6 separate regions of the Mus musculus genome follow, and all the other regions are linked to region 5. Evidence: chromatin contacts called from public Hi-C data. All regions are on one chromosome and are shown on one strand. The core of a region is the stretch at or near the end of the contact, and the rest is flanking DNA. Distances in the headings are between cores, read along the strand shown. Region 1 overlaps Sulf2 (sulfatase 2). Region 2 overlaps Sulf2 (sulfatase 2). Region 3 has its middle 8.5 kb from the start of Gm30908. Region 4 has its middle 14 kb from the start of Gm30908. Region 5 has its middle 14 kb from the start of Gm30733. Region 6 has its middle 11 kb from the start of Gm29679.

The links. Hi-C and Micro-C count contacts between places; a contact is called where the count stands out from the background.
Region 1: a contact with region 5 is called in a Hi-C map of the N1E-115 cell line, with 11 times the contacts expected there. The contact joins two enhancer-like sites. A contact is called at or near these places in 12 of 484 Hi-C or Micro-C datasets (B cells, the HL-1 cell line, the N1E-115 cell line and 8 more), 2 of 115 datasets of contacts at active chromatin or transcription factors (the HL-1 cell line and embryonic stem cells) and 1 of 9 other capture datasets (embryonic stem cells).
Region 2: a Hi-C map of bone marrow-derived macrophages shows a contact between it and region 5, with 29 read pairs. The contact joins two enhancer-like sites. A contact is called at or near these places in 5 of 484 Hi-C or Micro-C datasets (B cells, bone marrow-derived macrophages, embryonic fibroblasts and 2 more) and 2 of 115 datasets of contacts at active chromatin or transcription factors (both in embryonic stem cells).
Region 3: a contact with region 5 is called in a Hi-C map of uterus, with 2.1 times the contacts expected there. The contact joins two enhancer-like sites. A contact is called at or near these places in 3 of 484 Hi-C or Micro-C datasets (the G1E-ER4 cell line, the N1E-115 cell line and uterus) and 1 of 9 other capture datasets (embryonic stem cells).
Region 4: a contact with region 5 is called in a Hi-C map of uterus. The contact joins two enhancer-like sites. A contact is called at or near these places in 2 of 484 Hi-C or Micro-C datasets (the N1E-115 cell line and uterus), 1 of 115 datasets of contacts at active chromatin or transcription factors (stem cell-derived anterior neural progenitor cells) and 1 of 9 other capture datasets (embryonic stem cells).
Region 6: a contact with region 5 is called in a Hi-C map of bone marrow-derived macrophages, with 29 read pairs. The contact joins two enhancer-like sites. A contact is called at or near these places in 1 of 15 datasets of contacts at CTCF or cohesin (large pre-B cells), 13 of 484 Hi-C or Micro-C datasets (B cells, the C2C12 cell line, the CH12 cell line and 8 more), 10 of 115 datasets of contacts at active chromatin or transcription factors (T-cell acute lymphoblastic leukemia, acute myeloid leukemia, astrocytes and 7 more) and 1 of 9 other capture datasets (embryonic stem cells).

The regions. Positions count from the first base shown.
Region 1 is chr2:166,106,069-166,110,043 of GRCm38.p6, reverse strand. The region is part of intron 3 of Sulf2 (sulfatase 2); the gene reads left to right. Among named protein-coding and RNA genes, the nearest start is that of Gm52534, 12 kb to the left of the region's middle. Within about 2 kb of position 1,518, at least 11 of the 459 cell types and tissues checked have an H3K27ac peak or open chromatin away from gene starts, as enhancers often do. A contact at or near this core is called in the N1E-115 cell line and bone marrow-derived macrophages, where this site is marked.
Region 2 is chr2:166,125,629-166,130,241 of GRCm38.p6, reverse strand. All of the region lies in intron 2 of Sulf2 (sulfatase 2), which reads left to right. Among named protein-coding and RNA genes, the nearest start is that of Gm52534, 7.7 kb to the right of the region's middle. Within about 2 kb of position 2,946, at least 15 of the 459 cell types and tissues checked have an H3K27ac peak or open chromatin away from gene starts, as enhancers often do. A contact at or near this core is called in bone marrow-derived macrophages, where this site is marked.
Region 3 is chr2:166,460,693-166,465,280 of GRCm38.p6, reverse strand. No RefSeq gene overlaps it. Among named protein-coding and RNA genes, the nearest start is that of Gm30908, 8.5 kb to the left of the region's middle. Within about 2 kb of position 3,145, at least 55 of the 459 cell types and tissues checked have an H3K27ac peak or open chromatin away from gene starts, as enhancers often do. A contact at or near this core is called in uterus, where this site is marked.
Region 4 is chr2:166,483,638-166,487,730 of GRCm38.p6, reverse strand. No RefSeq gene overlaps it. Among named protein-coding and RNA genes, the nearest start is that of Gm30908, 14 kb to the right of the region's middle. Within about 2 kb of position 1,745, at least 28 of the 459 cell types and tissues checked have an H3K27ac peak or open chromatin away from gene starts, as enhancers often do. A contact at or near this core is called in uterus, where this site is marked.
Region 5 is chr2:166,298,954-166,303,032 of GRCm38.p6, reverse strand. No RefSeq gene overlaps it. Among named protein-coding and RNA genes, the nearest start is that of Gm30733, 14 kb to the right of the region's middle. Within about 2 kb of position 1,647, at least 76 of the 459 cell types and tissues checked have an H3K27ac peak or open chromatin away from gene starts, as enhancers often do. A contact at or near this core is called in the N1E-115 cell line, bone marrow-derived macrophages and uterus, where this site is marked.
Region 6 is chr2:166,551,600-166,556,002 of GRCm38.p6, reverse strand. No RefSeq gene overlaps it. Among named protein-coding and RNA genes, the nearest start is that of Gm29679, 11 kb to the left of the region's middle. Within about 2 kb of position 2,337, at least 104 of the 459 cell types and tissues checked have an H3K27ac peak or open chromatin away from gene starts, as enhancers often do. A contact at or near this core is called in the N1E-115 cell line and bone marrow-derived macrophages, where this site is marked.

The sequences.
Region 1 (3,975 bases), core at 269-2,768, 190 kb after region 5:
TGTGACTGTGAGCTGGGACGCTTCCCTGATGCTCAGTTTCCCTTCTCTACAGCAGTGTTACGATGTGGATAAGTTGCCCAGTGCCCATAATATGCATCACCCCAAGGACGGTGTGACCAGGTCCCACAAATTCATGCAGTGAAAGTCCTTGGGAGGGAGAGGAAGCGTGGGGGCTGGGAGACCGTTCTGTCTGCAGAGCCATCAATAAACGAGGAGTTTCTTCCCCGGGACCCACAGAAAAGGCCAGGCATGGCAGCTACTGCCTCTCACGAGCCCTGGAGAGACAGAGACAAGAGAGTCCTTGGGAATCACTAGCCGGCCAGCCTAGCCAGTTGGGGGGCTTCCGGTTCAGTAAGAGATGGCTTGAACACTAAGGTAGAGAGGCAAGCAAGATGCCTCAGCAGGTAAAGGTGCTTGCCGCCAAGCCTGATGAGATGGGCTGCAGAACCCACCCAGTAGAAAGAGAGAACCAACTCCTGCAAGTTGTCCTCTGGTCTCCACACATATGCTGCACCCACGCACCCCCACAAACACACACACATACACACACACAGATAAATAAATATATATTTTTAAAAAGTTACCAACTGTTGGAGAGGGGGGCTGGATGATTGAGGAAGATACTGGATATTCCTCCACACTCCCATGTACAAGTATCCTTACATACATGTACATACATGAATACATATGTATGCATGCACACGCCACACACAAATAAGGAAAAGTGGAGTAAGCATAGGTGTGTGTCCTCAGTCCCCTGAGGATGAGGTATGGGGGTGGGGAGGTCCAGGTGTCCGTCTGATCCCTGACTGTCCCTCAGCCTCGCTCAGCCACACACAGGTTCCCGAGAACTGCAGAGACCCAGAGCCACAACCCAGGAGCTTAAAGCAGGAGGTGCTTCTCCTCTGACATCCCAAATCGGCTGTCCCCAGGGGACTTCTGTTCCAGCCTCCTCAGCTCTCCATATCCCAGGCTCCCCAGGCTCTGCCTCTCTCTCCTCGTGGCTCTCAGATCCAGGCATCTGTGTCCAGATTTCCCCGTTGACAGCACTGGCCTGCAGTTCCCCCTGACCCGATCGATGTAAGCTTCTTTTAACTTCTTTTAACTTGATCACAGAAGCTAGGGCTCAGATAAGGTCACACACTGTGCAGGTACCAGGATCAGAGTGGGTATCTGGAGAGTCACGATATGGCTCATGTGTTCAACCCCCCACCTGTCACTGTCCTCCCTTCCAGAGCCACCCTCAGGCCTGACTTCAGTAGACATGGGACAGAAGAAAGGCTTCAGTGCCCAAAACCTCATGTTTTGTTTGATGTTTGAAACAAGGTCTTCTTAGGTAACCAGGCGGCCCTTGAACTTGCAATGCCCCTGCTAGTACCTCCCCAGTGCTGGGACCACAGCTCCATGCCTGCCTACTGGGTTTTAACTCTGCAAACAGGAGGCTAACTCACACCAACTCATGGGAGGGAGGGCCTCTTAGGCTTCAGACCACTTAATTGCAAGCCTTTTTCTCAAGGAAGCACAGCGCCCCCTATGGGCCAAATCCATGAACACAGTGATACAGGATGCTGGCTGTATCCTGAATGAAGCAAGGGACTTTGGTGGACGCTCTGCAGTCCACATGCCTTCTACACTACCCTCCAAGTCATTCGTGTGTGGGGGGATTATTTTATGCTTATTGTTCTGAGTATTGAATCTGAGTCTATTTTCTATATAAATAAGGAAGGGGTTTTTTTTGTTGTTGTTGTGGGTGGTGGTTGGTTGGTTTTAGGTTTTTGGCAGTTATAAATGTGCTCAGTTTCCTAGCATTAGATCTGACAGGAAAGCTGTTATAATTGAATGTGAAACTTTTCCAAGAGATTCCTTATTTCTGAAAATTCTGTCCCTGATGGCAGGGGCAACCAGTATTTGAATTGCAAATACCAAGCGCCCACCAGCCTGCGCTGGGAACCAGCAGCCTCCCAGGGAATCTGTCTCCTTGCTGGCACCTGACTGCCACCTCATGTCTCCTTGACGGATGTGCCAGAGACGTTTCCGGTTGAAGCCTCCCTTTGTTATAAATCTCCCAGCTTTTATTTTTCTTGAAGATTGCTGTTCTAATGTTCTTTCAACTTTGGGAGATGACTGGCATAGGAAATTATTTTTCGACTGTGAATTCCTTTTGGGAGGAAATACGGCAAACTCATTATTATAGGAAAGGGCCATTGGTGAGATACCTCTGAGAGCAGCTCCGAGGGGTCTGATATGTCACGCTCCCTGAGGTAATGGGAATTTCCTATAGTTGATGGATCCTCCAGTCCTGCTGTAAAGGCTGCTGTGGATTGTCTGCCCCTCTGCCCCACCCTTCTGCACGTCTGCAGTTGAGAGGGCAGAGGGCTGGGAAGATGGCTTAGTGGGGAAGCCAACAAGGACCAGGCCCGATCCCCAGCATCCTGGTAAAAGGCGGGGTACGAATGCCCATCTGTAACCCAGTCTCCAAAGAAGATGAAATCCCTGGAACAAGCTGGTAGAACTGGTGAAGTCGGGGTTCATGTGGGAGACCCTACCTCAGCATATAAGGTGGAGAATAATCCAAAAAGATATCTGACATTAGCCTATGCTAATGCTCACACACACACACACACACACACACACACACACACACCAAAGGGATGCACACACACACACAGCCCACACCACACACACTCACCACACACACACACACACACACACACACAGGAATGCACACACATACACATATACTCCATACCACACACACACACACCACCACACACAGACACTACACTACACACACACACTACCCCACGCCTGCACAATACACCACATACACACATAATACCACACACAAACACCACAGGCATACATACACACATTAAAAGGAAAGGGCCAACAGTATAGCTCAGTCGGGAGAGCACTCGCCCAGCACACAGGAAGCCATGGGTTTAATCCACATCACTTCATAAAGGTGTGGGGGTGCACACCTATAATCCAAGCATTGGAAAGCTGAGGCAGGTTTGAGAGTTCAAGGCCAGTTTGTCCTGATAGTGAATCAACAGGCCATAGAGCCTCTCCCTGATGCTAGCTAGCCTCCCTCCCAGCTAACGAGGTTTTCTGGAAATGAATGGACTCTGTCATTTGCTACAGCTGCCTGAGTCTGGCAGGGGAGGCTGAAGCCTGCATTCAGTTAGAAACTCAAGCAACCCCCTCCAGGTCCCCTGCACCCACTGCCCAGCCTTGGCCTGATGCCCTGGGGTCCTCTGCAACCCAAGCTCTCTCCATAGCAACAGTCCCACTCGGAACAAGCAGGTAGGAAAAAGGAGCCTAGAAAGGGCTCAGCCCTCAGTCCTTGTGAGCTGCCTGGCCCTTCTTTCCCCTGGTGACTAGCCAACCACCCCTACTCCCCAAAGAGGACAACAGGGGGTGCCTTGAAAAGCTGCACTCTGATTGAAACCCTCCCCTGGCTGTTCTGAGTTCCTGAGATAAACCCACAGCTCCTTCTATCGGGCTCACCTGTTCACGTCTCTCCTGCCTCTGGCTCTTCTGTTCCATTCATACGCGGGCCACTGACCCTCTCTGTGGTACGGTCATCCCTGCCCTGGCACCTTAGTACTTGCTTCTGTATAAAACACACTTCACCCACTCCCCTGCTGTGGAGAACTTTCCAGATCCATCCTCACTCTTCCCTGGGGAGTCAGTTACCACTCCCTACCCAGTCCCAGTTATACAAAGATGAGTACTTGAACACCTGCCAGGCAGAGACAGAAAACAGGCATCCACCACTGAAACCTAGTGGTGGTGGGGCTGGGGATGTGGCTCCGTCGGGAGCTGTGTGGAGGGCTCTGGATTTAGCCCTCGGCACCTCATAAACCAGGCATGCTGGCACATGCTGGACTCTCAGGATTCAGAAGGGAGAGGCCGGAGGATCGCAAGTTCAAGGTCATTCTTAGTGGCACAGCTATTTCCAGAACAGACCGG
Region 2 (4,613 bases), core at 1,697-4,196, 170 kb after region 5:
TTAGTGAAACAGGTCAGGAGGGAGTGTGTGGCCTCACTTGAGTTCCCGAGGGACCCCACTGCTATGCTGATGACATCAGGGACAAGAGCAGGAGCAGAGGGTCGAGATGTGTAAGGATGAAGGCTCAGAGCAAGCTGTGTATACCTGGATGCACGGATGCAGGACCTGACCCAGCATCAACTACATGCTGACTTTCAGGACAATGCCCTTGCTAAGCCCGAATCGCATCACAACATTGAAGCTGACTCTTATCAAAACCAGTGTAAGCAAACAAATCAGGAACCCATGGATGAAATAAAGAGGGGAGAGAGAATGAACCATGGCTGACTGTAAGTAGATACATTCATCCCTCTCTCCATCTTACCAATGGAGAAAGTGAGGCACAGAGGTGTTAAACTACATGTCCAGGTTGAAACAGGATTTGAACCTAGAACCATGACCTTCGTCACTGCTGTGCTCAGCCCATTTCTGGGATGGATGATGGCCTATCTAGAGAGTGTCCATGTTGATGCTTCACTGTCGCAAGTACTGTCATCAGCAGAATCTGCATATGTGCGTCATTGCTCACGAGAGTGAGTATTCTGAAATGTAAATTTCAGGGAGCCAGTCATTCGAGACAAGGACTTGCATATTCTGTGCTGTGACAGCTCCTGCCCACATCCCTGGGTGACAGAGATTGGTGCCCACCAACCGTTACCTCCTCGAGTGTCTTGTTGTGTCCTAAGCAAACAAAACTGAGCCTCTGTGAGGAGGGTGGGACGGGAAGTAGGTAGTTGGGGGCCTGACTGGCTTTTTATAAACCAGACAGACCCAGATCAATAATGCATGCGCCCAAAAAGCCCGGCACATTATCTCACAGTTGGCCACCACTGGCAAACCGAGGGTGGTCCTGAAAAATTCATCGGCTGCTATTTTCTGCTTGTCTGTGAGGCAGCTCCAGAGGGCCTCTGGCTGGAGGCCTCTCAACAGAGCTAATCTTGGGTTTCCTTCCAGTCCCAGGTGGGGACAGCTGTCCACACTCATCAGGACCCAGTGAGAAGGGCTCAATCTATCTCATGGTTGTTGGTTGTGGTCGTCTTGCCTTTTCGTTGCACCTGCAGTTCCCTGGTTGTCATTTGGAATCGTTGGGTGCTGGGTTCCCAGAGCACTAGTGACTGAGCACCTGGGTTGTCTGTCCACTTGCAGAGAGTGAGGACATCTCTAAAAATACACAGGAACACTAGCAGAACAGCAGCATGGGCTTATGTGTGACACCACAGTCCTGTCACAACGCTGCGCTGTGCCCAGGGAAGCCAAGGAAATGCTGGGTTCTGCCAGCACTGACCAAGTTAAGTGGATGCAGGCCAACTTCAGGGCATCTCCAGAGCTCAGCTGGCTTCTGAGAGAGCCCAGGGAGAGTCACACATAGCCTGGAGCAGATCTATTAGATAGGATTGTTCCATCATAAGTGTTAAAGGTCAGCTATGTGGCACTGTCAGATGGGCCATTAAGGTGGTGTGGGGACAGGTATCTCATCAGCTATGACAGCTCATGAATGAACCCAGGCATGGTTGTATATGTCTGTCACCCCAGCACTCAGGAGGTAGAGGCAAGAGGATCACAAGTTCCAGGCCAACCTGGAAGATAATGAGACTGTCTCAAAAAGAAAACAAAATCAGACAAGCATAGGTCTCGCCTCTCCTGGTTACAAGTGACTTCTTGTAACTCAGCCCAAGCAATGCTGGATGAACTGGAACCAGCAACTTACTGGGGATTGAAATGAGAAGTTCAAGCGTACTTGGAGTTTCAGGTGCGTTTAGATCCTTCTGCTCACCGGGGACCAAGCCCGAGTCCGCATCCGACCAAGAGGCACCATCCCAGCTTCCGTGTGTCTCGCCGTCCCCGGGTCTGTCTCTCTGTCTCTCCATCCTCGCTTCAGGCCGGGGCCCAGCCCGAGAGACATTGGCCCGGCCCGTGCATCCTCCCTGCCTACCCCGCTGTCTCTGTCTCCCTCCCTCTGTCCCAAGGCCTCCTCCAGATGTCACCGGTCTCTGTGTGACCTCATCTCTACCTTCTTCCAAGCTGGCTCTGCCTTCAGACAGCTTGCTAAGCACTTCTGTATAAAGGCCAGTGCAGCCAGCAGGGCCATTAGACAGCCCAGAAATCTCTAGCCTGGGATTGAGGTGAGCTGGGCAGGTTTCCCTCAAGGGAAACTGGACATTGGCTCTGGAGGACACAAGCAGCCGGGACTGTTAAGTTAGGGGGTGTTCAGCGTTTCCCCACACATCTGCTGCAGGATGATGAACCATGCGACCCTCACTTGCTCCGTCATCCTCATTCACTGAGCACTTGTTCTTAGAGAAGGGTAACTAGCAACAAAGTAACAAACTAGACAGAATCTTGACTGATGTGCAAAGAGCAACAAAGTAACAGAATCTTTACTGCAGCGCTGGGCGTCTAGCACAGCTGTGTGTCAATAACCAAGACAAAACACACAAACTAAAAGCTGGGCAGTGGCGGTCCACACCTGTAATCCCAGCACTTGCAGACGGAGGCAGGAAGATCTCTGCGTTCCGAGATAGCCTGGGCTACAGAGTCACTTCTAGGACCGCCTGAGCTACACAGAGAAACCCTGTCTCGGAAAATCAAAACAAGAAGAAGGAGGAGGAGGAGAGGAAAAAAAAAACTGCATATGACAGGGAAGGTGGTGAGAAAGGATCAGAAGTCAAGCAAAGAGGGAAGGGAGTTGTGGGGGTGGGGAGGTCGTGTGAAACTTTATCCATAATGATCTCATTGATAAAGGGGACACAGGATCAAGAAAGGCCAGGGAACTTATTAACAGGAATTCTAGGAAGCACATTCAAGCAGCAGTAATAGTTGGTGCAAAGGGCCAGAGGCATGCAGGCTGACAGAGTGGCAGCACTGTGACCCAGGGCACAGAAAATGGGAAGTCTGAGGCGTGCTGATGGTGATGTTCATCATGTGAGGGCTTGAGGCTGAACCAGGGAGAGGACTTGACTTTCTGGGGAGGGTGGATGTCAGGCATACATGGGTCAGAGAAGGGAAACAGTCTGACTTCCATTTCACTAGGTGGAGAAGAGGCTGACTGTACAGTGAGGCAGGTGCGGAGTCTACAGCTGTCCAGGCACAAGAGGAGCCCAGCCAGTGCTCTATTGCAGTGGTGCAGGCTCAGAGGCAAAGCTGGAAAGATGGGCAGATAGGTCACAAGTAAGACCTGTGGAGAACATCTCCAGGGACTGCAAAGCTGTGGGGGAAAGGTGATGGGGTTGCTCAGTGCCCCCAAGGGAGGAGCCACTCCACAGACAGCCATGGTGGAGTCTGAAGCTGAGGGTGAGCCTTGATTTCTGAGGTTCAGGCATGTAGTGGGGACAGTGGGACAAGGTACAGCTCCTAGGCTTTGTGCACCTTACTGGGTACACTTACTGGACACTGAGGCCTTCAGGACCCCAGCTCTGACGTCCACATCCTGCGCAAAGCAGACCCGGGAAAGGAGAACCCGGCAGCCCCATTTTCCACGTTCCATCTGGCAGATGAGGAGACTACACTCCCCTGCTGACCGGTAACCAAGGGATGGGTTGGAAACCCTCGGCTCTCACGGGGGCCAGATGGCAGGCAGCTAGGGAGATGCACCCAGATTCCAGGCAGCAGTTCAGGGCAGCTTCATCCACCGACATCCATTCTGAACATTCCAGCTGCCACTCACCAGCGAAATGAAGGCGTGTGGATGCAGGTTATCTCAGGAGTGGCCCATCCTGGGTTCAAACTGCCAAGTGCATTCCTGCGAGGGTTTTCTAGTTTTATTCGTCGACAAGGGTGTTGAGGGGCAGGTTCGTCTGAATTCTAGAAAGTGTGTCAGAATTAGGCTTGGCTGCTTGGGAAAATGAAACCTAGCATTGCTTCTTCGACACATAAAAATGTCTGGGGCCGGTGGTCCAGAATTGGAGTGGTAGTGTCAAGATGTCTCTAGCTTTCTACTCTGTCATCCCTTCTGTGTCACATCTGTCCTCGAGGCCACCTTGTGCTTCAGAACTGCCACGTACTTGGCAACAGGAAGCAAAGGTCAAAGGGCAAAAAAGGGATAAAACAGTAAATGAAGAGCAGCCCCTGAGGACCACGCCCCAGCAGTCACGTGGGATGTGGGCATTCTTACATAGTCACGTGATCTTGGGTTTGGCCAAGTCACAGAGGGTTTAGCGTCTTTGCTAGGGGTGAACGGGCTTGAAGAAAGCATACAGGGAGGCTGCTGTGCCCTCAGGTTAGTTACTGGAACCCGGATGCAGAGCCACCCGACACTGTCATACCCTCTGCCCACACACAGAGAGGAAGGAGGGGGAATTCAGATACAAGCCTCAATTTCCTTCTCTGATCTTCTGCCAGGACCTCCTGTGAGCCAAAACCAGTGGGTGCAGGAGTTTGTTGGTGCTGGCCACTCTCTGAGGATAAGGGTGCTGAGGTCAAATGTGATTGCTGGTGTCATACTTACTAGTCACAAGAGGGTCGGTTGTGGGCTAGGTGCACTGTGAGACAGAAGCGGGACCCACTGAGAAGGAAGCAAGGGAAGCAGGTGTTGGTGGGCAGAAAAGGATAAAACAGCCACAACAGGGTACACAAGG
Region 3 (4,588 bases), core at 1,896-4,395, 160 kb before region 5:
CTCTCATTTCCAGTTCCATTTGGTGCCAAATGCCTGGGGCGAGTGTGTTACCAGCCTCAGAGGATTTGTTTATTTGTCTCCACAGTGTGATAAAGATATCTACTTGAATGTATTCAGGGTGGAGAATGTCCGGGAGCCTGTGGGCACATCCAAAGATCAGCATTAAAGTGTCCCTACAGCTTCCCTCTGTGGGGTCACAAATCACATCAGATGATGAGGTGCTGGGCATCGCCAGGCAGCTCCACGTGGCCAGGGGCAGACTGAAAGCTGAACTCAAGTTTAGATTCACCCCACTCTTGGTTTTGGCCCCAGACATTTATCACATTTTTGCTCGGTGGCTCATGGAGCGCAACATTGGTGTCTGAGGAAACCTGGTCTTTGCGTGGGGAAGCCTTAAAACAAAGAACACGCAACTGGGTCCAAGCTTCCATTCCATCCAGAACTCCCGCTTCATCACCAAGTGCTATGGCTGACCAACATGTGAGGCTGGTGTGAAGACCAATAAGCTTCCATTACATCCTTACAGAGAGGGGGGAGCATCTCCCTTGACCATCCCCACAGGACAAAGTCCTTTCCCTTCAAAGAGTATTAGAAGGCTTAAGCTTGAGAGCCAGGCTCCCCTCTCTGGGAGTGGATCGTTGCTGTTTGTCTCAATACATCCTCCCTGCCTTCGCTCTCTTTCAGACTTTAGAAAACACTTTAAGGAAGAGTCACTGGTCTTCTGGACGCTGTTCAGTGTGGCATTGTGGGTGGCATGTCATGGTTTCCACAGAGCAAAGACTTTCCTTCCCTCTCTCTCTAGATTAATCTCATCATTTTATGTATGTGAATGTATGTATGTATGTATGTATGTATGTATGTATGTATGTATTATGTATGCATGTATGTTTGTACATAGATGAGTGTATGTATGTGAGTGTATATATTATGTGAGTGTATGTATGCATGCCTGCATGTATGCCTGCATGTATGTTTGTATGTATGTACATACGTACATACCTGGGGTCTGAGGAGGTCGGAAAACTCTAGATGCACTGGGGACTGGAATTCTAAATGGATGCTGGGAACTGAACCCAGGTCCTCTGCAATAGCAACAAGTGTTCTTAACTCTGAGACATCTCTCCAGCCTCGTTTTCCTCCAATTCTCCCCCATTTTTTCTCAGGCTTCTTAGAGTCATGAAGTTGTCAATTAGAAATACCCCAGGTCTCTCATCCCAATCAGCAGTTGCTGTGGAGACTGTCGTAGATCAGAGTGGATTCATGGCCTCTGTGGGGAAGCTAGGATGCTTCGTTAAGACACATAATTTATGATCGGAGCTCTTAGGGAGGAATCTGAAACTTCAACATGTTCATCTGGCTCATGATGCCACATCCTTCACCCGTGTTTCAAAATCTTGTCTGTGTCTAAATCACACAAGCGCCCCGAGGAGAGAGATTTCTGCTTGTGTTTCTTTCAAAAGCCCCGGAATGTCTCCAGGACACGTGTTAAGTGTTTCTTGGCTCCTCTAGATTTTGAAAGGTGGCCAGAAGTGCTCCAGTCTCTGTTCTCAGAAAAAGCTACAGAAGAAAGATGACTCAAGCCCACTGGAACCGCCAGGCTGTGGGTTGTCAGCCTCTCAGGGGTGTGCTGAGTAGGCCTTTCTCCCAGTTACAGGCCGCCAGTCTCCGTCCCTGTTAGGCTGAAAACATGGCTGTTCATACTGCCATGTCTAGAAACTGGAGAAGTCATGGATTCCCGCTTTACTGCTGAATGCAAAAGAGACAGTTCAGTGTGTGTGTGCGTGCGTGTGTGTGTGTGTGTGTGTGTGTGTGTGAACAGTGAATAGCACACCTTGCCACAGGGAAGGAAAAGAGAGAGAGAGAGAAAATTCTAGAATGGAAATTAGCTGGAAACTGGAGGTAGGAGCTGCCAATTAGAAACCATGTCCTCCAAGATCCATGTCTTCCTTTGGGGTTATTTGGGAAATCGTTCTGATGCCGGAGGATGCACAGCCATGTACGCTTCCACTGATGTTATGGTCATGGCCCTCATTGCAGCCTCCCGTAGAAGAGACGCAGTACTGACTACTGCTGTCTGATCAATATTTTCTTTTCCACCTTCCCCTCTGCCTTGTCTCGGGCAACCCAGATGAAAGTGTTCATGAGTTATTTATTCTGAAATCTAAGAGCAGAAAGATGGAAGGAACAAGCGGGAGAAGTCTTCGTTCATGCTCTCTGATGTGGATTGTCCACCCAGGAGCAGGCGGCTGGCACTAGCTGCTGTAAGGGACGTGATCTGTGAATTCGAGTGACCAGCTTTGGTGTAGGCTCAAATAAGAAAACCAGCAAGGCTTGTTGCTGTGGCTTATACTTGGGAACATTTGGTTGCCAGTTGGGGCCACTGTTTTGGGAGACCTTGGAACTTTCAAGAGGCTAAGCATAGCTGGAGGAAGTGGTTTAAAAAAATTTTTTTTTTAGTATTTATTTTCTCCTAATTCCCACACTTTTTAATGTATGTGTGTGTATGTATATACGTGTGTGTATGTATGTGTGTGTATATGTGTGTATACATGTATGTGTGTAGTATGTTTACGTATGAGTATGTATGTGTGTGTGTGTGAATGTGTGTATGTGTGTGTGAATGTATGTGTGTTTGTATGTGTGTATGTATATGTATGTGTGTGTATGTGTATATGCGTATGTGTGTGTGCATTAGTGTGTGAGTGTCATAGCATGTGAGTGAAGGTTAGAGACAACTTTGGGAGTCAGTTCTCTCCTACTGTGTGTGTTCTGGGGGCTTGAACTTGGGTCAACAGATTTACTTGCAAGCCCTTTCACCCAGTGAGCCATCTCTCCGGCTCCTGCCTTCTCCTTTTGATGGCCAGAGGAAATCTTTGCTGCATGCCCCTGGCTCAGTCAGCGCTTGTCTGCTCATGGCCTGAGATGGGTTCCTGTGAGCCAGTCTTCCATTAGGACAGACAAGAAAAGGGTGGGTTTCTGAGAAGGGATTTTATATTTGGTTTTGTCTCTATGGTGATGTCTCACAGACCAGCCTCAAATGACTAGAACAGCAAGCATTTATTTTCGCCCTCAAGGTCCTTCAGTGTACGCTATGGGCCAGCAGATCCAGGCTGACTTTGTCTGGTCAGCTATGACTCAGTGTAGAGCAGCTGGGCTCAGCTCTAGCTAAGGGGTGGCCTCACTGTGGTTCTCATCGTGAGCTGTGCTGAGGTTCTGTCTAGAAGAGTTGCAGGAGCCAAGATGCAAATACATGCAGCCCTGATCACAAGGTATATTGTGCTATAGATGCTCTGCTCTGTCTTTAAAGCAACCTCAAAGTGAATTGGCAGGATGTCCACTCTGCCCTGCGGAGGACCCGAGGGTTATAGGCAAAAGGAGTCTGCCTACAAATGTATCCCAGAATGCAAGATCAGTATCAATGGCCTGAAAGACCCCAGATCCCCAGTCCCATGTGTGCCTTCAACAAGAACACGATTTCTCCAAATACAGTCATAATTGAGTCACACCTGTGGTGACAGCCCAGAAATCAGAATGATCTCTGAGACATTCTGTGGGTACCGTGCCTGAGGCACCTGCCAATGAGAACTCTACAGAGATGCAAGCGCCATATTGGTTTGTCAGGGCTGCTCTCTTGGCTGTTTCCATCTAGTTAAGTTACTTAAATTAAAATGTTAGGCAGATGAACATGTTGGTACATGCTTGCCCTACCAGTGATTGGGAGATAGAGGGCACAGGAACCATGAGTTTGGGGTCAGCCTGGGCTACATAGTAAGTCTTTGTCTCAAGAAACCAAAACCCTTAAGGATAGGGGTATAGCTTACGGGATCTTGCTTAGTAGTATCTAAGGTCCTGGAGCTATCCCCAGCATCAAGACTGTATTTAAAAATAACTCAGAAGTTAAAATTATAACCAGATGATATTAAAATGGAGAAGGCATATTTTATATCCATTAGCATGGGCCCCTTTACCTAACATCTTTTTTAAATCAACATTCTCTGGAGCGCATTGCCCATCCACTGTGACATATTAGCTTTGACTTACACAGATGTGATTCAAGTTTTCTGTTCTAATACCTTTGTTTATGTTTTTAAAAAAAGTCAAAGGAAATTTTAAGTAAACCAGCAGACAAAAGGCCAAAGTTTTGAAGCAGCTTCTGACGCTCCCTCCTGACCTCTGAGGAAACGTGGCACAGACTGAGTGTCCACAGCCTCCTTCCTCACAGAGCCATGGTCACCATTTTCCTCCCAGAAGTTCCTATGCACTCCAAGCTGGGCCTCTGTCCTTGGCCGTGCTTGGTTTCAGGGTAACCATGTCAGACATATATCATGTTAGTTAATATTCTCATTGTTATGGAGAAGAATCATCTCACCAGAAGCAACTGGAGGAAGGAAGGGTTCGGGGGTACAGTCCATCACAACGGGGAGCACAGGGCGGCAGGAGTGTGAGACAGCTGGTCACAAAGCACCTGCACTCTGGAAGCAGACAGATGGCTGCTGCTGATTGGCCGGTGTTCTCCACTTCCTTCAGTCCAGGGCTGTTCTGAGTTGCCTAGCTGGAGCTCAGGGTGGAACTACACTCTGGCTAGTGA
Region 4 (4,093 bases), core at 496-2,995, 180 kb before region 5:
GTCTGAAGGCGAATGCTTTACTGACTGAGCCAGCTCCGCAGTCTCAGCTGCTGTTACTCTTGCTGCTATTATTGTGCTTGGAGTCCCCTGTTGGTCCCCTGTTCCTGCTGTACCTTTGCAGGTTCTCTGCCTAGTGGTGTTCCCTCAGCAGGACACTCCCAGGACCCTTCCCCAGCCAGCAGGCTCTCCGTATCCCTTCAACGCAGTGTTAGATGGCTCCTTCATCCCAACCCTGTCTTATCTTGCTGCAGGCAGAAGCCACCGACCTCTAAGTTAAACATACGCATATTCTTCCACCCAAGTAGTCCCTATTTTTAGGAAAGTGTCCCATAGAAACCGAGGCTCATCTATATGCGCATATGTATGCATACATATGCTTTGGATAACAAATATTCAAAGATATTTATTCCAGTCCTGATTGTGGCTGATCCTAGTTGATCATAGAATCTGAAAATATCTCGGAGCACTGCAGCACCACGGGGCAGTGTTATCATTAACACAGAGTGTCTCTAGGAGATGCTGTCCTTAGGGACCACCCTGGTGCATGTGTGTGTCTTTGACTGGACATAAGAATGCACCGAGTCGGTGAGATGAGGTTAGACTGACAGGCTTTTTAAAATCGTGATTAATATTGTTGTCTTGATGTATCTTAGTAACAGATAACATGTGAGCAATCTACATACCTATGAACGTGAGCGTGTGCACAGGGACCCACACAGACACAGTTAAATACCGAGAAAGCAGCTTCTGGTGGAGAGCCTCAAGCCCCTCGAGACTGACATGTTAGCTCTGAGGGAGTTTCTGCAACAGAGGGATAGAGAGGGAAAGGAGGTTTTCTAGCCATTAGGAAGCACCCAATGTGTGCATTCACACACGTGTGTGTGTGTGTGCATCACTGTGTGTGCATCAGTGTGCATGTGTGTGTGTTGTGCACATGTGTATGTGCATCAGTGTGGGTGTGTGGTATGCATGTGTGTGTGCATCAGTGTGGGTGTGTGGTATGAATATGTGTGTGTGCATCAATGTGGGTGTGTGGTATGCATGTGTGTGTATGTGTGTGAACATCAGTGTGGGTGTGTGGTATGCATGTGTGTTTATGTATATGGTATGCAATGTGTGTGTGTGTGTATATGGTATGCATGTGTGTGTGTGTATATGGTATGCATTGTGTGTGTGTATATGGTATGCATGTGTGTGTGCGTGCATCAGTGTAGGTGTGTGGTATGCATGTGTGTGTATGTGTGTGTGCATCAGTGTAGGTGTGGGTGTGTGTGCATCAGTGTGGATGTGTGGTATGCATGTGTGTGTATGTGATATGCATGTGTGTGTGTGTGTGTGTGTGCAGCCTTCAGACTTCAGGAGTCTGGCTCACTCAGGGAATGAGGATTCTGTTCTTTATACCTGGGAGTGGGGCAGGAGGCCCCTGGAGGCCTCTGTGTTCTAGGTTTCCCGCCTCATCCTGGTCAGAGTGGAAAACTATCCAGAGAAAGGCACAGGGCAAGAGGAACTCAGCAGACAGGCATTAGAAGGCCTCAACCTGTGGAACTAGGCAGCCACATGTAGGCAGTGTGGAGCTAGCGGGGTATTGCCTCTTCAGAGGTGCAATGATGGATCAGGGAGCTGAAGGCAGTCAGTGGGAGGGTCTGCTAGTGCTGGGTGACCTTGCACCAGTGCCCGGGACAGGTGTGCCCCAGGCAGACTTGCATCCTGCTCTAGTTCTGAGAGGCCTGCCAGCTGCTTCCAGCTGTTAGTAAATCTTGCTTGCAAGGATCTGAGCCCTGGAACTGAAGTTCTCCTGAGAAGCCACAACTATCCTGAGGAGCCTGCAGACCATTTGACCTTGGCTAAATAAAACATCGGACTGTGGAAAGATGGAATTTGCTGACTGAGAGCTAAAGTTATCTTGGGCTGTCTTAAGCCATGAGCTGAAACAAATCGTTCCTCCATTAAGCATCTCTCCACTAAAACGTTGCTACTTTGGCTCCTGGCTTAGGGGAAGTCAGTCCAGGGTCATTTGGGTCCACACACCCAGGGGAGCGATGCGGCACTGGGTGTGTGCAGTTGAGGGTATCTTCATCCACAGAGAGGGAAAGGACTAAGCAGCAAAGGACTGTCCCAGGACTGTCCCAGAGTAGGCTAGGTCATCCAGCTGCATCCCACCTTCTCATGTTCCTGGAACCTTCCCAACTAGCTCCACCCACTGGTCATGTGAGCCCGTGTGTGTGTGTGTGTGTGTGTGTGTGTGCGTGTGTGCGTGTGTGCTCCTAGCAGCCACTGCTGTCAACCTCTGTGTTCAGCCTGGTCCTCTCTTGGCTACAGAAGAAGCTCCTGGGATACATCACAGCCCGAGGCATCTCCATCCTCTGCCAGCCCTGAAGCTAAGATGTGAGCAGACGACATCTCAGTCCTGCAGAAGATGGGGGAAGAAAGATTTGCTCTGGCCCGTGGTCCTAGGGAAGTTCAGTCTGCCGCATCAGACTAGGCACCAGGAGTGGAGGGGCAGGACGATCGGCTGGACTGTGGCAGCAGGGGTGTGGATGGAGGTCATTCTCATGACAGGGGACCAGGAAGGAGGCCAGTGGTGACTCTAGTGTTTACTGTCAATGCAAAACAAAACAAAACAATTCTGAGCCTAAGGGGAACGTGAGATAGTTTATTCTGTAGCCATTTTGAGTGAGCGTGGCTAAGGAACACAGATTTGAGTTATCCCAGATTCCATGGTCCAAGGCAGAAGCAGTTTCATGATGTTTTTATGGTTTTACAGAAAAGAGAAAGTCATAAATCAAGGCTAGAGTGCACGGGTGGGTACATCAGACAGATGGCTGCAGAGAGATGGGGGGAGCTGTCCTAGAGGTCTCAGATGTGTCTGATGACATTGCTAGCGTTTGGATTCGTGGAATCCAGTAGTCTGCTAAGTTAGTAGATCCCAAGTTTTTTATCTACTAGCCACAAGTTGTTAGTCCACACACAGAGATGGGCAAGGAATGGCTGTCACAGATGGCTAGATCTAGCCCAAGGTCAGGTAATCGGCTCTGGAACCTGCCTGGTTCCAACCTCTCCAAGTCACCACAGTGCTAAACAGCCACAGTCTCTGCAAACATGGCTGCTCCCCAGGAATTCTCATGGACACTGGCAAGCAACATTTCACCTGGATTTCCTCCAAACCTTGCTAAGGTGATCTCAGCAGCTGATGTGCTTTTATAAAAAGGATATGTTTTATGGAGCACAGTATGGTGAGGTGGGAGGGGGTACCTCAGCCAGCCTATGCTGAGGCATCCCTCCCCTCCATTCCTAGGTACCAGCCATATGATAGGTCTAGTACAGAATAGAGTTCATTTGGAGGCATGGGAAGGAGAGTTGAGGGGATGGAGAGAGAGAGAGAGAGAGAGAGAGAGAGAGAGAGAGAGAGAGAGAGAGAGAGAGAGAAGAGGAGAAGAGGCTGGCCAGGCCAAGAACATGTGAGGGTCGGGGAGAGAAAGGTGTTAAGGAGGGCAAAGGGAATCAGGGTTCAGAGTCAGAGAGGCCCATCTGTCCCTTTTATAGGAAGCCAGGCCTACTGGCTGTTGCTAGGTAATTGTTGGGCGGAGCTTAGAAGGAATGCTAACAGCAGCCATGACACTTGGCATTTGAGAGACCAACTCAACACACTAGTCACTGGTCTTGGTCAGGAAGCTGACCTGTTCTTCATGGGCACTTGTGCCTGGGCATTTGCATGTGGGAAGAGAGACATTGTCACATTGAAATTACCTCGACTATTCTATTTTCCCTTATATTTCTTCTTATGTTATAGCCTGGACATCAAATTTAAAAAACAGAACCAAAAGGATCATGTGTGGGACCAGAGCGATGACTCAGAGTTTCAGTACGCTTAGCTGCTCTATCAGGGGTGGGGGCTGGAATCTGGTTCCCAGTGCCAGTGTTGGGTGGTTCACAGAGGTCTGTAACTGCATCACCAAAAGATCTGATGCCCCCTACTGGCAGACACACGCACATAAAATAATAAAGCAAATCTTAAAAAACTATATAGATTATACTATCTGTGACTTTCATTTTAAGTTTGGACTACAGTGGAAATGAATTTTGAAATTGTATC
Region 5 (4,079 bases), core at 398-2,897:
GGTTTCTATCCTCAACCTCAGAGCCAGGAAGAATTTCTTCTCCTGGACCCAGTATCTGAACGATCTTCCCTAGACAACATCCCCACACCAGAATGTTAACCTGCTGTGCCTTGTAGCTACTCAGAGCTGAAAAAGAGGCTTGCTAAGACACTGGGGTCATACCGAGGCTCAATAGTGGAAGGCATCCCATGTAAGACAGGAAGACCACACTGGTGCTGACCACTGGGTGGGGTGACCTGAATCTCCTGCCCCTGATAACTGTCTCATTGCGCCAAGGCACATAGTACCATCCTTGGTTCCTCACATGAAAATTCTAGAAATTAGAGTCAGTTACTGTGACAGTTCCCTCTGAGATGTCTTCAAGGGATCTGAACTGACCTTGGACAAGGTTTACAAATGTATGAACTTGTCAACATGGCTCCTGGGTAAGGAGGGTGGGGGCAGGGTACAGAGTGAGCCAGCCAAAGAAGCTATGTTGCCAGTCTGTCTCATAAATGGAGTTTGTATGGCAGGTTTCCTCTCTCTCTCTCTCTGTGTGAGTGTGTGTGTGTGTGTGTGTGTGTGTGTGTGTGTGTGTGTGTGCACACGTGCGCATTTGCATGAGTTTATATGTACCCTGTGCATGCAGGTACCACACAGAAGCCAGAAGAGGGCATCAGACCCCTTGCAATTGGAGTTCCAGGTTGTAAGCCATCTGGTGGGGGGCTGGGAACTGAACCTGGCTCTTCTCTAAAAGCAGCATGGTCTCATTCATAACTGCTGAGCCCTCTCCAGCCCAGGACTGGTGTTTCTGAACACTGAGAAAATCGCTGCCGCCGGTGGACAGACCACCATCTTCTCTTACATGGTTCCTGGAGTTCAGCCCCATGCATACCAGAGATGGCGTTCAGGCTTCTCCCTGACACTGCCCTCAGTCAGGGAGAAGCAAAGAAGTTCAGACAAAACCATCCTAGCTAGTGGCTGACCTCCCTCCGTCTCTCCCTCCTTCCTTCCCTCCCTCCCTCCCTCCCTCCCCCTCCCTCCTTTCCTCCTTCCCTCTTTCCTTCCCTTCCTTCCTTCTTCCCTCCCTCTCTCCCTCCCTCCCTCCCTCCCTCCCTCCCTCCCTCCCTTCCTTCCTTCTTTCCTTCCTTCCTTCCTCTATTCCTTCCCTCCTTCCTCCCACTCTTTTTCCTTGACATTTTTCCTCACTCCTGACAAATTCCCACTTTGATGTTATGTTGGAGACAGAGGGAGAGTTTTGGTTACAATTTTTATTTCTTCTTTTATGATGGGATAATTAAACTTGGCCTGGGATGCTTGCTGTTCCCTTCCCTCAGGATCTCTCTCTCTCTCTCTCTCTCTCTCTCTCTCTCTCTCTCTCTCTCTCTTTCTCTCCCCTTTCACCCTCTTGGATCTCCAAATAGCCTGAGGCAGTGAGAACCTTCAACCAAGGGTTCTAATCCCACTGCCATAACAAAGGGCCCCTAAGGGCACTCTGGAGAGATGTGTGCTAACCCCACCCCTTTTCCAGAGTGATGACAAATTGATCTGGGGTCAGGACCAAGTGTGACTCACAAGGCTCCAGGGACACAGTTCCTTGTTCTGGTCTCCCTGGTGGATGCCCGAGGGCAGTCCCATCAAGCGCTTGGTGGCGTCTGAATCCTTGGCCCAGTTTCTGGCTGAGATGGCTGTTGGGTCCTGACATAGACCTCTGTGTCACAGACCTCGTGCCGCAGAGACAGAGAAACGGGCGAGATGACTCAGCTGGCTGTAAGCCCAGAGGATGCATGCCGTGCCTTCCAGAAGACAAAATAAAATTATTGAGAGACAGAGCAGAAAGTCCCCAGCCTAATGTTCTCCAACTCGTCAACACAGAGGGATGATAATTTGTTAAAATCCAAATAGTCCAAGAAGGAACGACCATTGGAGTCAAATTGCTTATTAAGTCTATTTATCCCTAGCCACATCATTCCCCTACTGAGGAGCACTTGCCACTGTCTGCTCCATTCATGTGCTCCACCCTGTGCTCCGTTCACGGATGTCCCTGACCTTAGAGTCCTGCAGACAGATGACCACTCTCAGAAATAAATCAAAAGAAAGTAGCAGGTATTAGTTCCAAGACGACACAGTGGGATTCTTTCTACTCTGTCGTGCTAGTCTTTGGAACATGTGGCAAGACTGTGCCACCTCCATCAGACTAGAACATTGATCCTCCGTGCTACCTCCATTAGACTAGATCATTGATCCACTGGTGAACAAGAGCCTCCCACAAACCCACATTGAATATATAGAATTTAAGGAGTAGGGGTGGGGAATCGCACTCAGTCAGCAAAAACATGAGGACCTGAGCTTAGATCCTCCATAGCATGTAACATCAGGCTATGGGGACTCCTGCCTATAATCCTCATGCTGGTGAGACAGAGGCAGGAGGATTCCTGGAGTTCTATGGTCAGATAGTCTCAGAAAATTAGATGAGCTCCAGGTCTGGTGAGAGAACCTGTCTCAAAAATAAAGTGGAGAATGAAAAAGGGCACCTGGCTGTTAAAGTGATTTTTATTTGCATAACGTGATTTGCATCTTAGTGGCTTACTGACTCTGTCTGCTGACCTAAGCCTAGGCCTAGAAGCTTCTAGATTCTATACAGTCCAGTCTAGGCCTGCCTGGAATGTTCTCAGCCTCCAGACTTGCTGCGGAATAAGCTCACCCTTTAGCTCTTTCTGAGCTCTGGCTGGCTCAAGTGAGCTGTTCCGGGTCAGACTCCCCTCCAAGCTGACTGATTCCATCTGGCTTCTCTCTTGGTCTCTGACTGAATTGCTCTGCTTGACCTCATACCAGTTTTGACAATTTGTTCTAATCTTCAGGCTCCTCTTTCCTGGTTTGTTCTGTCTTTGTCTTCGCCTAGTTTGTTCTCTCTTCAACCTGTTTCTGTAAAACTCTCCTGGTAAAACTGCCTCCTCTTCTCTCTCCACACGGCCCCTCAAGTAGCTTCCCTTCCTCTCTCTTCTCATGAGAGCTGGGCATATCCTGTTCTATCAAATATGTTTCTGATTCATCATTTTGTCTGCCACTCAATTTTCCATCACTTTCAAACATGGGTGCCTCCTTCTACAAACTAACTTTACTTCACTGTTTGGGATTAAAAGCGTGTAATAAGGGCATGTCTGAATTTCAGCCAGAGGAATGGATTAAAGGTGTGTGTTGGACTGAGCCATACCACAACTAGATACTAGTTTTTTTTTCCAGTAAATAATACAATCTGAGTAAATAACATAGTGTGATCAAATATTCTGCAATACCCAGCACAGACCATTGGTCTCAAAACACCACACACACACACACACACACACACACACACACCACTAAAGGGTGTGTTTTTCTTTTTATAGTTTTTGCTTTTCTCTTGACTTTATTAAACTATGAAGAGTTGAGTCCTGTTTTTTACCTTGGCACAGTCTTGCTAACCCTTACCATCACACCAACATTCTCCTCCTCAGAATCCAACAGATACACACAGTGAAGGCCTGTGTGGTGGTTAACATCAACTGTCAACTTGGAGGGCTCTGAAATCACCCAGAGACCAGCCTTTGAGTGTATCTCTAAGTGGGATTCTAAACTGAGCCAATTGCAGGGGGAAAGCCCACCCTGGATGTGAGCAGCACCAACCCTTGGGCTGGGGTCCTTGACTGAACCGAGGGAAGAAAGCTGAGCGTGGGTACTTAGTCCTTCTGCTTCCCGACTGTGTATGCCTCCCCAGGCGCCTGCCTCCATGCCTTCCCCACTGTGGTGGACTGTCCCCTCAGCTTATAGACTCAAGACCCCCCTTCTTTCTCAAACTTGCCCTTTGCCCTTTGCACCAGCAGTAAAGAGAGTAGCTAATACAATCTTATCCCTCGCTAGAGCCGTGGTTCTCAACCTTCCTAATACTGTGACTCTTTAATGCACGTTGTGATGACTCCCAACCGCAACCTTATTTTGTTGCTACTTCATAACTGTAATTTTGCCGCTGTTATGAATGGTAAGGAAATGCAGGCTATCTGACATGTGACCCATGTGAAACTACACGTTCGACACCATATGGGGGTCGCGACCCACAGATTGAG
Region 6 (4,403 bases), core at 1,088-3,587, 250 kb before region 5:
GGAGCCTGTGGCGATCATTCTTATCCAACCACTGCACTCAGTCTCTGCTGCATCCAAGGGATCATGTATCCAAGAGTGGTGGTTTGGGATGTCAGCCTGTCACCTGGCCTCTAGCTAGGCATGTCCTGACAGGCCCAAAACATTGCATGAGGACTGATAGCTAAGGGTTATGTTTCATTGAGGCTTAACTAAGGAAAAGGCTTTATTTCAAATTAAATAAAATGTGCTGGCGAGGAAGAGCTTGAATTCTTGTGTACAGGTTTGGCTCTTTGTGTCCACACAGTAGCTCACAGCTGCTAAGGGTTCCAGTTCTGGGGATCCGATGCCCTCTTCTGGCTGCTGTAGGTATTACATGCATGTTGTGCTCATAAAATTCAAAAAGGCCCATACATATAAATAAAATAAATGAAAGAATAAATCTTAATAAAACAGGTGCAGGAGAGATGGCTCAGTGGCAAAGAGCAATGGTTGCTCTTCCAGTGGAACTGAGTTCAAATCCCAGCATTAACATGTCAGCTTAAGCCGGGCGTGGTGGCGCACGCCTTTAATCCCAGCACTCGGGAGGCAGAGGCAGGCGGATTTCTGAGTTCGAGGCCAGCCTGGTCTACAAAGTGAGTTCCAGGACAGCCAGGGCTACACAGAGAAACCCTGTCTCAAAAACACCAAAAAAAAAAAAAAAAAAAAAAAAAAAAAAAGTCAGCTTACAGGCCTCTGCAGTTCACAGCCTCAAGAAATACAATTCCCTCTTCTGGACTCAGCATGCACCAAGCAAGAAGATGGCGCACAGACATACATGCAGGCAAAACACCAATACGTATAAAAAATAAATGAAAAAATTGAAAATAAAAACAAAAGGGAACAATCAGTACAGTAGGTTTGTGCATACAAAGAATATTTACTATGCACCTACTACACACGCACTCCACAATGTGCACTAGAAATCACGTGAGCATAGAAAAGGGACCAGGAGCCAGGTAGACGTAGCAGCAGCCACTTTTCTCCCTACAAGGCTTCCTTGTAAGGAGCCCTGTCCTGTCTTCCGGCCCCACCCACCTGTCACTGGCCACAGCCACAAGCACCAAAGGCAGGTATAGTGTCGCTTTGGGGGGACAGAGACTGTTCTTGGAAATGGTTGCAACAGTTTGTGGCTGGGGAGCTCGCATGAGGACGCTGGAGGACAGAGTGTTCTGTGGGATCGGGGAATGTGTTTATCTGGGGGCACTTGCTAGGGATTCCGGTCTTAGTTTCTAAAAATCACATAAGTGTGTGTGTGTATGTGAGTGTGCACTCATTGTGTGTGTGTGTGTGTGTGTGTGTGTGTGTGTGTGTGTGTAAGTCAGTTCTCTCCCTTCCATCACATGATTCTTGGACATCAAACTCAGGTTGTAAGGCCAGGCAGCAAAGGCCTTTACCAGCCATATCATCACAATGGCCCAGATATTCTGAATTTAATGGTTAGTTCATGAAGGGGAGCCGGTCTCTATTTGGTTGGTGGTCCACTCAGTCAGTCTGGATCGCAGTGTTCCTCCAATCATGTGAAGAAAGACATTCAAAGGAGTCAGAGACGGGGCCCTTCAGATAACTTGCTTCCAACCGTTCTGTGCCTCCAGAGACGCTGTGCCGAACCTCATCACACCCCAGCTAACGTGCATGTTTGGCCTGTGGAGAATCAAATGGTTCCTGGAGACTGACTTTAAACCCAGTCAGGTGGTGAAGTCACTCGCTACTGCTGCTCCAGAGGTGTTATTTTACCAATCAGCACACCCAGCACACCCACCGACACCTCATTGGCAGCTGCGTGGGGCATCGTCCTATCCGGACCAGTTTATGAGATCTAAATGTTTCGAGTCTTCCCATTGGTGCCAGTGGTATGAGCCCGCACTTCCTCAGCCTGTGCTGACCTCCAGCCTTGGCATGAACTTCAAGAGCCTTTCTCTTTCTGTTCTGTCAGCATCACTCTGGCCCACAGTGTCGATGACACGTGGCTGTTTAAAGCCTAAAGATGCAGGATGCAAGCACGGAGTTGTCTTGCTGAGACAAAGACGAACCCTCATCTATGTGCTCAGGCAGCTATTACTCATGACTAGACTAAGTGCTTGTATATGGAGTTGTATAGAGCACAGCCATGCTCCTGAGTCCGGAAATTGCTTATGACTGTCCTCATACAATGCAGAGGGAGGGGGTGGGGGCTCACAAGCCACACTTTCAGGAATGTTAGTGACACTTTTAAGGGGAAAACTTATTGACCCTTGAATACGCCGTAGATCTGGGCCTTATGCTGCAGAGCGGAGGGCGGGGCTGAGAAGCCTCGTAGGCGGGGTTGAGATGCCTCATAGGCGGGGCTGAGACATTTCATAGGCGGGGCTGGTTGGGGATGTGGGGCGTCTAAGGGCGCCGCTGTGGTGTTGGTGGGAATGGCAGAAACAGTAAGAAACCAACAGGAAATACAAATCCTGCCTGCCTCCTCCATCTCCACCATCTTCCTGCAGGTCTGCAGTTGGCAAAGGACAGGAAGTCACGAGTAAATCCCAGCAGGAAATGCCTGGCAGAGGCCAACAAGAGGTCTCTGAGAAAGGGGACTGTGGTCGCAGAGACCCTGATCTTTACCATCAGATAGCACAGAGTAGAAACTTCCAGCTGACAGGTATTAGCATAAACACTAATAACTCCCCCTTTCCCCTGCTCAGCCCCACTCTAGGGGACTAGAGAAGGAAGACGCTTGGTAGGGGCGTCCTGCAGACTTAGATTCTAAAGTAGGACTCAGCTTTCAAATCTGTGCAATGGCCATGTAAATAATAACAGAAATAATGATCTGAAGCCCAACATCAGAACCTGGCACAGTCGTGCCTGGCATTTCTGGTTGCCAGGGCAGCAGGCTTACAGCACTAACAGGCTCTGGCATCGGGGCTGGCTCTGCACACCTTCACAGCGTTGGGTCTGAGCCTGTAATCTGGCTAATGTTACCATCCCCCTCTCCGGCACCACCATGTAAGCTCTCATTGTGGATGGAGCTCTTCCAGTGAGCTCTCTGAGCACCTGGAAGCCTGGGCCTGCTATCTTGGTCCCCACTAGTTCCTAGAAGGAGGCCCAGGTGTGCAGCGGAGACTCCATCTGGGACCTCCTCTAGCCCTCTAAGTTTGGAAATGTTTTGTTTTCCCCAACAGGAGGTGAGGGAACAAAGGGAAGGGGCGGTCACCTCCTCAGTGTCACAGGCTGAACTCGGCTGCCTTCGAATCCAGCCTCTCCTGCACGCTTTTGCTTCAACCTGAGTCCTCTCCTGGTGGCCCCTTGTCTGGAGAAGGCTTTCTGTAAGCCACTTTTTGCCAGTTCAGGGAGAGCCAGCCCCTCTCCCAGACAGCACAGTGGCTCCCAATGGCAATCTACTCTCCTCTTCATGTCAATAATAGCCCAAAAGAGATAAATCTAGCAATATGTGTGTGATCAGCAGCCTCGCAGTACCCCCCAAGACACAAATTTATGGGGCATCCACACTCGGGGGTCATCTTCCCAATAGTTTATAGTATCGAGCCTCCTTTATTTCCTCAGTAAATCTAATTTATATGGACAAGCAGATCAAGCCGAGCTGTTCCAGGCATTGGAAGGCTGTGAATCATTCACAAGGCTTTAGGAAACTTGGGGAGATTAAGGTTTTGCATAATGCAAATCAGGAGGGAAAGATGTTTGCTCTGCCTCCGCTGTGGATGCAATTAGCGCAATGAACACCAAAAGAGATTCATTTTCCTGGGACGCAGAAAGGTCCGCTTGGTATGCAGGAGAGCACAGTTATTTGCAACACAAGAGCCCAGAAGCCGAGGCTAGCCGAGCACCCGCAACTGTTTGATTTGCAATTTTAAAGAATTTAAGGATGAATAAAACATCCAGTTAATTTTGAAAGGGCTGTTGTCAAACGGCCTAAGATCTGGGCCTTTGCTGGGCTCAGAAGTCAGGACAGCACTTGAGGTGTGTGTGTCCTGGGCCCTGCTTATGGAGTCCTGATGCACCTGGAATTCTCTTCCGCTTAGCTTGGAATGCTCCAGGACCTAAGTCCCGACTCAAGAGCCCGGCTGTTTCTAGGCAACCCCCTTGTGGACCCCAGCTGACCTGTCCTAGCTCCTTTGATTTTAGGTAACTTAATGGCGCAGTGAGCATTGACTGGCCATCGTCTGTGAGCCAGGCACTTAGGGTGGAGCAGATCGCCTTGATCTCTTGGGACTGATACATTCTACAGGGGAGTGAAAGGTGCTATCAGTGTGTCAGGAGGTGCTAGGCCTGGGGAGGAGAGACGCCATGGCAATTAGTGGAAAGGACCCGTGTGTGTGTGTGTGTGTGTGTGTGTGTGTGTGTGTGTGTAGGTGCGCGCCTTAGACAGAGTGGTTGGGGACATGCACTGGACCCTCATGGAG